Regions from separate parts of the Gossypium hirsutum genome. Here region 2 is linked to region 1. A link is a contact called in public Hi-C data. All regions are on one chromosome and are shown on one strand. Each heading gives the region's core, a stretch centred on a gene start, on an enhancer-like site or on the middle of the called end of the contact. The rest is flanking DNA. Distances are from core to core; before and after follow the strand shown.

The links. A called contact is a pair of places that touch in the nucleus more often than the background predicts.
Region 2: a contact with region 1 is called in a Hi-C map of leaf, with 2.3 times the contacts expected there. The contact joins the promoter of LOC107962029 here to the promoter of LOC107962045 in region 1. A contact is called at or near these places in 2 of 34 Hi-C or Micro-C datasets (both in leaf).

Annotation. Positions count from the first base shown.
Region 1 is chrA06:121,153,334-121,157,539 of Gossypium_hirsutum_v2.1, forward strand. LOC107962045 reads left to right here and starts at 1,912. Exons shown (of 4, transcript XM_016898263.2): 1 at 1,912-2,559; 2 at 2,722-2,837. The coding sequence starts at 2,185.
Region 2 is chrA06:121,365,676-121,369,881 of Gossypium_hirsutum_v2.1, forward strand. It overlaps LOC107962029 (telomere repeat-binding protein 3), which reads left to right and starts at 2,485. Exons shown (of 9, transcript XM_016898245.2): 1 at 2,485-3,070. It overlaps LOC121230550, which reads right to left. Exons shown (of 2, transcript XM_041115456.1): 2 at 1,494-3,074. The coding sequence ends at 2,615.

The DNA.
Region 1 (4,206 bases), core at 662-3,161:
TCACTTAACTTCAACTTTTATCTCTTAATTTTCATATTATCTTAAGTCTTAAAAAAATAAGCTCATGTTATAAATTCTTATAAATATTTACAAATTTTAATTAAAATGTGTAAAAAATAGTCATAAAATTATTATTGTATTAACTTATTTTAGTATATTATAGAAATTTAGGTTAGTTGTTGTTAGAATAATCTGTTAGAATGTATTTGAATAACAATATTTTTCTATTGAAGAATTTGAAAATTTATAAATTGTTTCAAAAATAGGATGAACGATTCTGTCGAACATATTAATTGCCATGAAAATCCGAAAATTTCCTATTTGACCACGAGAGCTCACGTGCTAATCCATTTATTTAGCAATTTGACTTTTTTTATCACTCAAAACTTTCAAAGTATTTTAAAACATCAAAATATTTTATATCTATATACTATATAAAATTAGAATTGTTCATAGGTCAGTAAAGGCAAAGCCAGAAAAAGGGCCGGAATCAAGTTGTATATTTCTACGATAACAAAAGTGAAGTTTCACTATTTTAATAGCCTATATTTTTATAATTTTTAAAAGATTAAATCAAATTTTCTTCTATTTTTTAAGGAGCCAAAGTGTAATTTTACCAAATACTAATTTAAAATTTTTAAAACTATAGAAAGATTAAAGGTGAAGATTTCCATTTTAGGGGTCGGGGCCCTTGCCAAACCTCCCTTGGCTCTGCCCTTGTGGGTGGGGTTATTCGCTCAGGCCCGAAGATCTACTCGAAATTTGGGAGGGTCTGGACAAAAAAATTAGGTCCATTTAAAATATGAGTCGAGTTTTGTCTTGAACATTCAAAGCCTAAGCCTGGCCCGAACTGACCTGACTCTTTTTAAGTTTATAATATTTTATATTATGTTATTTTATATATTATCTAATTTAGAATACATTATAAAAATAAACATATATTAAATATATAATATTACTCTAATGTGAACATTAAAATAATGTTAAGATGATTATATAAAAAATTTCAATAAATAAAAAAATACAAAAGTATTAAATATTAAATTTTTAATACTATTCTAATGTGAACATTAAAATAATATTAAGATAATTATATAAAAAATTTCAATAAATAAAAAATGTACAAAATTATTAAATTTTAAATTTTAAAATAATATAATATAAATACTTTTTAAAAAAATTAAAAAAATAATATGAACAAATCTAAAATAGGTTGGGTTAATCTTTTGAAAATATGGGTGAGATTGGACAAAATTTTGAGACCTAAATTTTAGATCGAACCAAATTTAAGCAAATATAAAGTATGTTAATATTATATTTAAGTCCGATCCGATCGACCCATGAGCACCTCTATATAAAACCAGCTCCAAAAGGTGTCATAAAAGTAAAAAATAGAATAAAAATATTTTAATATGTTAGAATTCACATATCCATATAATATTATTTATCTAATATAAAAATAAATAAATTTATTTATTTATTTAAATGTGTATGATTAAATCTAAATTAAAATTTCAAATATAAATTTAAACTAAAATTAAAGTTTTACGTATATAATTACATTAAATTAAATTATTATACATTAAATTAAAATTAATGGCAAGTAAATCAAAGTTAAATAAGTAATTAATTACTTAATAGTGAATCCAGCTAACAAGTGAGGTCATCATTGCTGTCATCGCCCTCTCTGACGTGGCATTTCTTTTTCTTGTGGGATCCACACAACTAAGAAATACTATATAAAAAGCGGACGTGGAATTTTTAACAAATAAAACAAGTGAATAAGTAATAACCAATCAATCAAAGCACGGAACTCAAACAGAATAACAATTAACCGAATTCTATAAAAAACCTTGACGTCCGCCTGTATTTTTCCTTTTTTTTCTTCTTTATAAAAACCCTTTCCAGCTTAAATTTTGTTTTTCTTATCTTCATTTTCTTCCTTTAAATTTTGGTAAAGGAGATTTTTTTCTCTCTCTAATAATTTCCCTTCTCTCTCTCTCTCTAAAACGACGCCTCTCTCGAAGTAAGCCAATCGATCTTCTCGATCTTCACGCTTTTAATTCTAAAATAATTTGAAATTTTTAACGAATCACGAAATTAGATTCCTTCATAAATCCAATAATTTGTCAATTCGAAATTTTTTAAGGTTCCATTTTTTAAAATTTGTGGTTGAAATCATCGATGGCTAGTTCTGGGAACCGAGAATTTGTTGATGATCACGTGGATCAAAACGGCGACGAATCGATGGATTCATCATCGGACGGCGTTATCGAGACCTCCTCTAGCGGTGGATCTGGAGCAGCTTCGAGACAAAACAGTGAGACAATGAATGAAATCGGACTCACGGAAAGATTAACCGACATATTTGTTGATGAAAACGACGGAGATTTGTTGCTTCAACATAGCAATCGAGAAGATAGGGTTCTTCAATGGTTGCAAGCTTTAGATATGCAATTAATCGGCGCTTGTCGAACCGATGAGAGATTAAAGCCTCTGTTGAAAGTCAACTCCTCAAACGGCGTCGCCGAGGATAGATTGTTAGCTCATTTGAGTCAGGTACCTTTGATAACTTGGAACTTTAATTGATACAATTGTTTCAATTTTTTTTTAAATCGAATTCTCTTCTGAAATTATTATAAATGTTTTATTTTTTTATATCGGAGTCTTAATTTGTCTATTTTATGTGTGTAATATTTTTTGTTTCGATGAAATTTGCAGCACTTTGAGCCATCGGAAGTTGGTATGCTGGCGAGGTGTTTTTGCATACCTTTGGTTTCAGTTCGAGTGGGGAAGATTAACAAACAAGGAACTCATTTTCACCCTTGTGCTATAAGGTAATTGAATTCTTATTGATATGAGGTCTCTAATTTATCATAGATTCATCTGCCCTGGATCCATCATTCATGTTCATTAGCGGTGTAATTAATCTCTAAAAACTTACCATTTTGGTTCTCTTTTCTTTTCTTATTAAATTTGGAATTATCAAATTAGGTAAGTGGTGACTGGTTTGGAATATTAGAGACCACTTATAGTTACAATCAGAAGTGAACCTTTTTTCTGTTAGATCCATTGATCCATTCACATTCATTACCAGTGTCATTAATGGCCTTCCTGACTTCCTTTTTATTTGGTCTTTCGTACACTTTTAATTGCATATAGTGTTTTTGGCAGCTTACATTGTCTGGTACAACTCTTAAAAATTTCCCCGTAGTCAAGGTTTGGGAATTAAGATGATATTAATTGATTGTATTATGTTATATGGCGATAATTTCAACATCCCATACAGGCAGCTCGTTTAAAAATAAACAGGAATTTAGAAAATTTCTGGTCTTTCACAGTATGTCTCATATGTTTAGTACCATGCATTTTCATATGATTATATGTGCTAGCATTTGGAAGTGACTTGTTTTTAGTACTGACTTTTTGTTTGATCTTTGGACTTGGTCATATTACTGATGTATAATTGTGCTCTTTATATCTTAGTTTATTACTTAATTGTGTTGTGTGTTCTTCAATTATTTACATTTTGATGCATAAGCCTAGGTAGTCTTATTGTTTTATCATATTATTGGCACTGTGTTAAGTACATACTGGTTTGATTTTCATGATTTTCTGGATTGTTAACATTGCTTCTGGTGGTCAAAGCATAGTTTTGCATAACTGTTGACTGTTAAAAAGATCATATATCTGGATCCTAGCCCTACATTATAAGTTTTCTCAATAGTGCTTTCGTTTGGCAACTTTTTTAATTCATTTCCTGTGTTGGAAACTTTCCCTTAGTGCCAGGATTACCCTAGAATATGATTTGACTGAAAGGTGTATTTAGTGGTTAATAGAGTGTAGAAAATTTTGGGTTCTATTTTAGTTTGTTGTTGGCCATCATGTTCATGCTTCCAAATAAATATGTCTTTTGACTTGTAGGTAAAGTGGGCGTATTCTATAATGATCTCTGAATTGTGAGGAAGTAAAGGTAGTTTCATCTCCTATATTATATAGTTTGCTGCTGTTGCTGCCGTTCTGTGGATATATATAGGTTTGAAATTTAATAAATCAATTACAAGTAGGATTGAGTGCTAATTTTATTGTGTGAATTGTTGTTATGATTCTGTCTGTGTCAACCGTCAATTGTCAGTTTTGTTGTAAAGTTTGTAGAATCTGATATGTATATTTTCCTTGTTATTTTCTATTATATCGCTGTTACTC
Region 2 (4,206 bases), core at 1,235-3,734, 210 kb after region 1:
ATTTCTTACCGAAACTTTAATACTAACTTATTAACACTCCATAAATATTTATAAAAATATTTATGGCTCGATTTAAAATTCCCGAGGTCTCGATACCTCATTTTCAATTCTAATTATTTTAATATATATTTTTTGTACATTTCACTATTTCAAAATTTTTCCTAACTTCACATTTAACTTATACTCACTAAATTAATAATATTTCCTACTCATTTGTTGGATTTAGTGATCTCGAATCACTGTTCCGACACCACTGAAAATTAGGTGGTTACAAAACTAGTGATTGTACAAAAATAATATGAAGCAAGATTTGTTCATCCACAATAATTAATGTTCATGAAATAAAAAGCTTAATATAAACAACGCTTATACAAGAGGATAATAATAATATAAACAAAATATATATAATACCAAAATTGGATTTAAAAGAAATAAAGAATATATATAAGTAAAAAAAATATGAACATATTCAAGAGAGGATTTAAATAAGTAATTCGATATAAATCATGTATATGTATATATGAATATTGATATATGAAGATAAGATATTATATGAATCTTTTAAACATAAAATTACATGAAGAAAATTTTAAAATGATTATATGATACAATAATTCAAAAAATGTGCAAAATGTTTTTTTTAAATGAAATATCAAAATAGACCATACACATACAATAAGGAATATTAAAAAATATGAAAGGTTTTTTAAAAACAAAAAAATATGATAAAATATGTTTTATATACATAAGGTTTTGATATATATATATGCAAATAGATTCGAAAGAAATAATATATGTGAAGTAATCATAGAATTAATAAGATATATAGAATAAAAATCCAACTTTATCATGAACTACATGTATTTAATAGTATATAAAAACATTTAAAGGATATATTATATAAAAAAATTTAAAATAACATGATAAAAAATTTGAAATAAAGATCTTATGTCAAGAGGACAAAATCATCTTAAAAACTCAAAAAAAAAGTATACATTTATAAAAAAAATCAAGCGAATAATAAAAAATGAATTATACAAATCAAAAGGATCTAATTAAAATGCAATTAGAATGAAAGGGATAATCTATAAATAAAACAAACTACTAATATTAAAATAAGGACCCATGCGCAACAGGCGCGAATTCACAGGGACCAAAGCTGATAATTACCCTGATCCCGAAACACTGCGTTGAGATACGGGCTAAAATGCAAAAGAGCTCAAATTTTGGGAAAAATTCAAAAGAAATCAAAACAAATCAAATGCGAATGGGAGCTAATCATAATGCGGTGCAAAGGGGAAGGACCTTCTACAAAATAACCCATTTTAAGAGCTTGGTCCTGGAACAGGTTAATGCGCCGGTCCCTTCCCCTAAAACGGTGCCGTTTCATTTTTAATCCACAATAGCAGGGGATCAAGAGGCAATTGGCCATTTCTTCAAGCCTCTATTAAAGCTAAACCCTAATACCCCCATACTTTCTCTCATTTGGCCGATTTTTACCCCTCTTTAGCACCAAGCCTCAAAAGACCCTAGCCGCCATTTGACCACCCCAAACGGTGATCGACGGAGGGTGATCTGTTCGCTAGTTAACCCCACTTGGATCCCTACCTCAAGGACCGCCGATTTTACCCCCAAAATCCCCTCTATAACTCCGATCTCGACAAAGGAACTAGGGACTTCGATGGCGCGTTCGAAAAGGTAAGCCCTTCGCCTTTTTTATTCGTGTCTTCAAATAAAAATAAAAAAAACAACAAGAACTAAATAATAAAGCCAAAGAGAAAGAAAAAAAAAATATAGAATAAAAAAGTGCCCAGCGATTTAAATCGGAAATCACCTCTTGATTTTGATAGCCTTTTTCTCTATTACAATATGCGAAGTGTGCCTCCCTTGATTACATTCTTTGGCTTTGGCTTTTGAAGCCGAAAGTAAAAAAAAATGAAGAAAAAAGAAAAAAAATACAAAAAGCTGCTCCTTTTTTGTCTCTATTTTGCTGTTGTCTGCTTGTCTGCTTGCAGGAACGTGGCGGTGTACGGAGGTGGTACGATTGTGTCGACGTGGAGGCGCGAACGATGTTAGTGCTGGAGGATGCTGAAGGCTGCTGCAGCGCCAAGCGAATGGGGCTAGGGTTAGGGTTCCCAAGAACTTTCAAAGGATTAGGCCTATCGGGCTCTATTAGTTGTTGGGCCATTGAGTATTGGGCTAGGATTAATTCGGTTTTGAGTTTTAAATTTGAGTTTGGGTTTGAAATTGGGATATGTAATTTGAACTTGTGGACATTTAATTTGGTTTAATTTTTATTTATTTTTTAAATTTTGGTTTTTAGTTGTTGGGCCCGGGCAGATTTGGCCCATTACAAAGTCATAAATGTAACATAGGCTTACATATTGATCGGTGTTTAATTAACTGTTAACTCAGGTTGATTTCTGAAAAATATCAATAGCACAAAACCAAAAATCTAAAGCAATAGGTTTATCTCTCTGAATATTATCAGTCTGTAAAGAAGAAATATCAGTATCAAAAATAGGCAAAAGAAACGTGGGAGAGACATCGAGATAAGGTCACTCTTACGAGCTCGTGAGCCGTCTTAACCATTCGTTTAGTCCACCGAAAGGAGTCAAACAGTCTTGAAGAACAAGCCTAAATTCAGATAAGTCATGCCGTGAAGAGTTATACGCTCTATAACATCCCCACAATCCGATTCGAAAATTACCTTTCTAAAATTTAGTGTTCTCAACCAAGAGAGAGTCTCTCGTATGGTCACCAATTCAGCCATTTGTACCTCCCAAACAGTAGGGGCCGTTCCTAAACAACCTCGGATAAAAGACCCAGTATGATCTCGAACAATAGCTGCAAAACAACCGCCCGATGTAGAAGAGATGGCGGTGCCAACGTTGCACTTTACCCAACCATCAGCCGGCTTCTCCCAAGTGACTCGACTGCTGCTCCTTCCCGACGGAACGCACTGCCCCCTGGATAAAACAGTCGGAGCATCTTGCCACTTCTTCAAAAACCTGTCAGCCTGGTTGACAATCACAGCTGCTGGCGCATCTGTTTGCTTCCAAACGAACAGGTTTCTATGAAACCATAGACACCAGGCTAGCGTCAGAATTCTGGCACTAAATTAGCAGAAACTTGAAAAGTAGACAGCTGAATTTTGAAATCTGAAAAAGCAGAGAGTTTAATTTCCTAGAAATAAAAGTATAGGGGTTAAATCTAAATTTACAAAAGTACAGTGACTTATGGAAAAATTTATCCTTTTTATCTTATCCGATATGTAATCGACTGCCACGTGGTAATTCCTCCTTTCTAGTTTTCTGACAGCTGGAAACTATGGGTTTAATTACCTTCAACTGCCAGTGAAGCAATCTCTAATCCACCGGCTCAACCGGTTTTTTGGTCAATAACTATGGGTTTAAGCCTTTTATTTTGTAATGTCGCTTTTTTTTTTAATTTCTTAAGCTTTGAAGGGTTTTTGTAAAAAAAATTCTTCGTTTCAAATTACAACAACTCAACCAAAAAATAAAAAAATAAAAATCTGATCTTTGTTTCAGCTGAATTTTCATTAAAAGTATTGCATTTTTAATTGTTTTCTTTGTGTATATGTGTGTGTATATATATTGGGATTTAAGAACTGAAGATCCTTTCAATTCAAAAGGTAAGTTCTTGAACCTTTTTACTTGAATTATAAGGTATCGTCCTTTTTATGGTTTACTATTTGGAGTTTTTTAAATTTCCCGTTGAATTACGCCAAATTGTGAGTAAAATTGGGCTTTACGTGATTAAATTTCGAATCGAATTATACTTTGGATCGAGATCTGAGCTTCTTTTTTCGCTTCGAAAATGTTAATCGTGCCAAAGTTGGAATTTCGGTTGAATTTTAAGTTTTATTGGATTTTTTTAGCTTCCACTAATTATTTAAAAAATAAAAACAAAGAGAATAAGAATTTAACCCTTTTTTTTGCTTTGTTTAATTGTATAATTTCTTGTTTAAGTTCAAGATTTTCAATCAATTCTAATTTAAATTTCACAGTGGAAATTTTAATTTTAACAGAAATTTGAATTTGATCAAAGCTAAGCAACTGTATTCTTCTCTTAATATACCATTTTAGGATCCGTAAATTTGATATGTTCATTTTAAAAAAATTCTGGCCGTTGAATTTTCTTTTGTTTTTTCAGTGATCAAGCAAAATTAATTTGCGTTATATA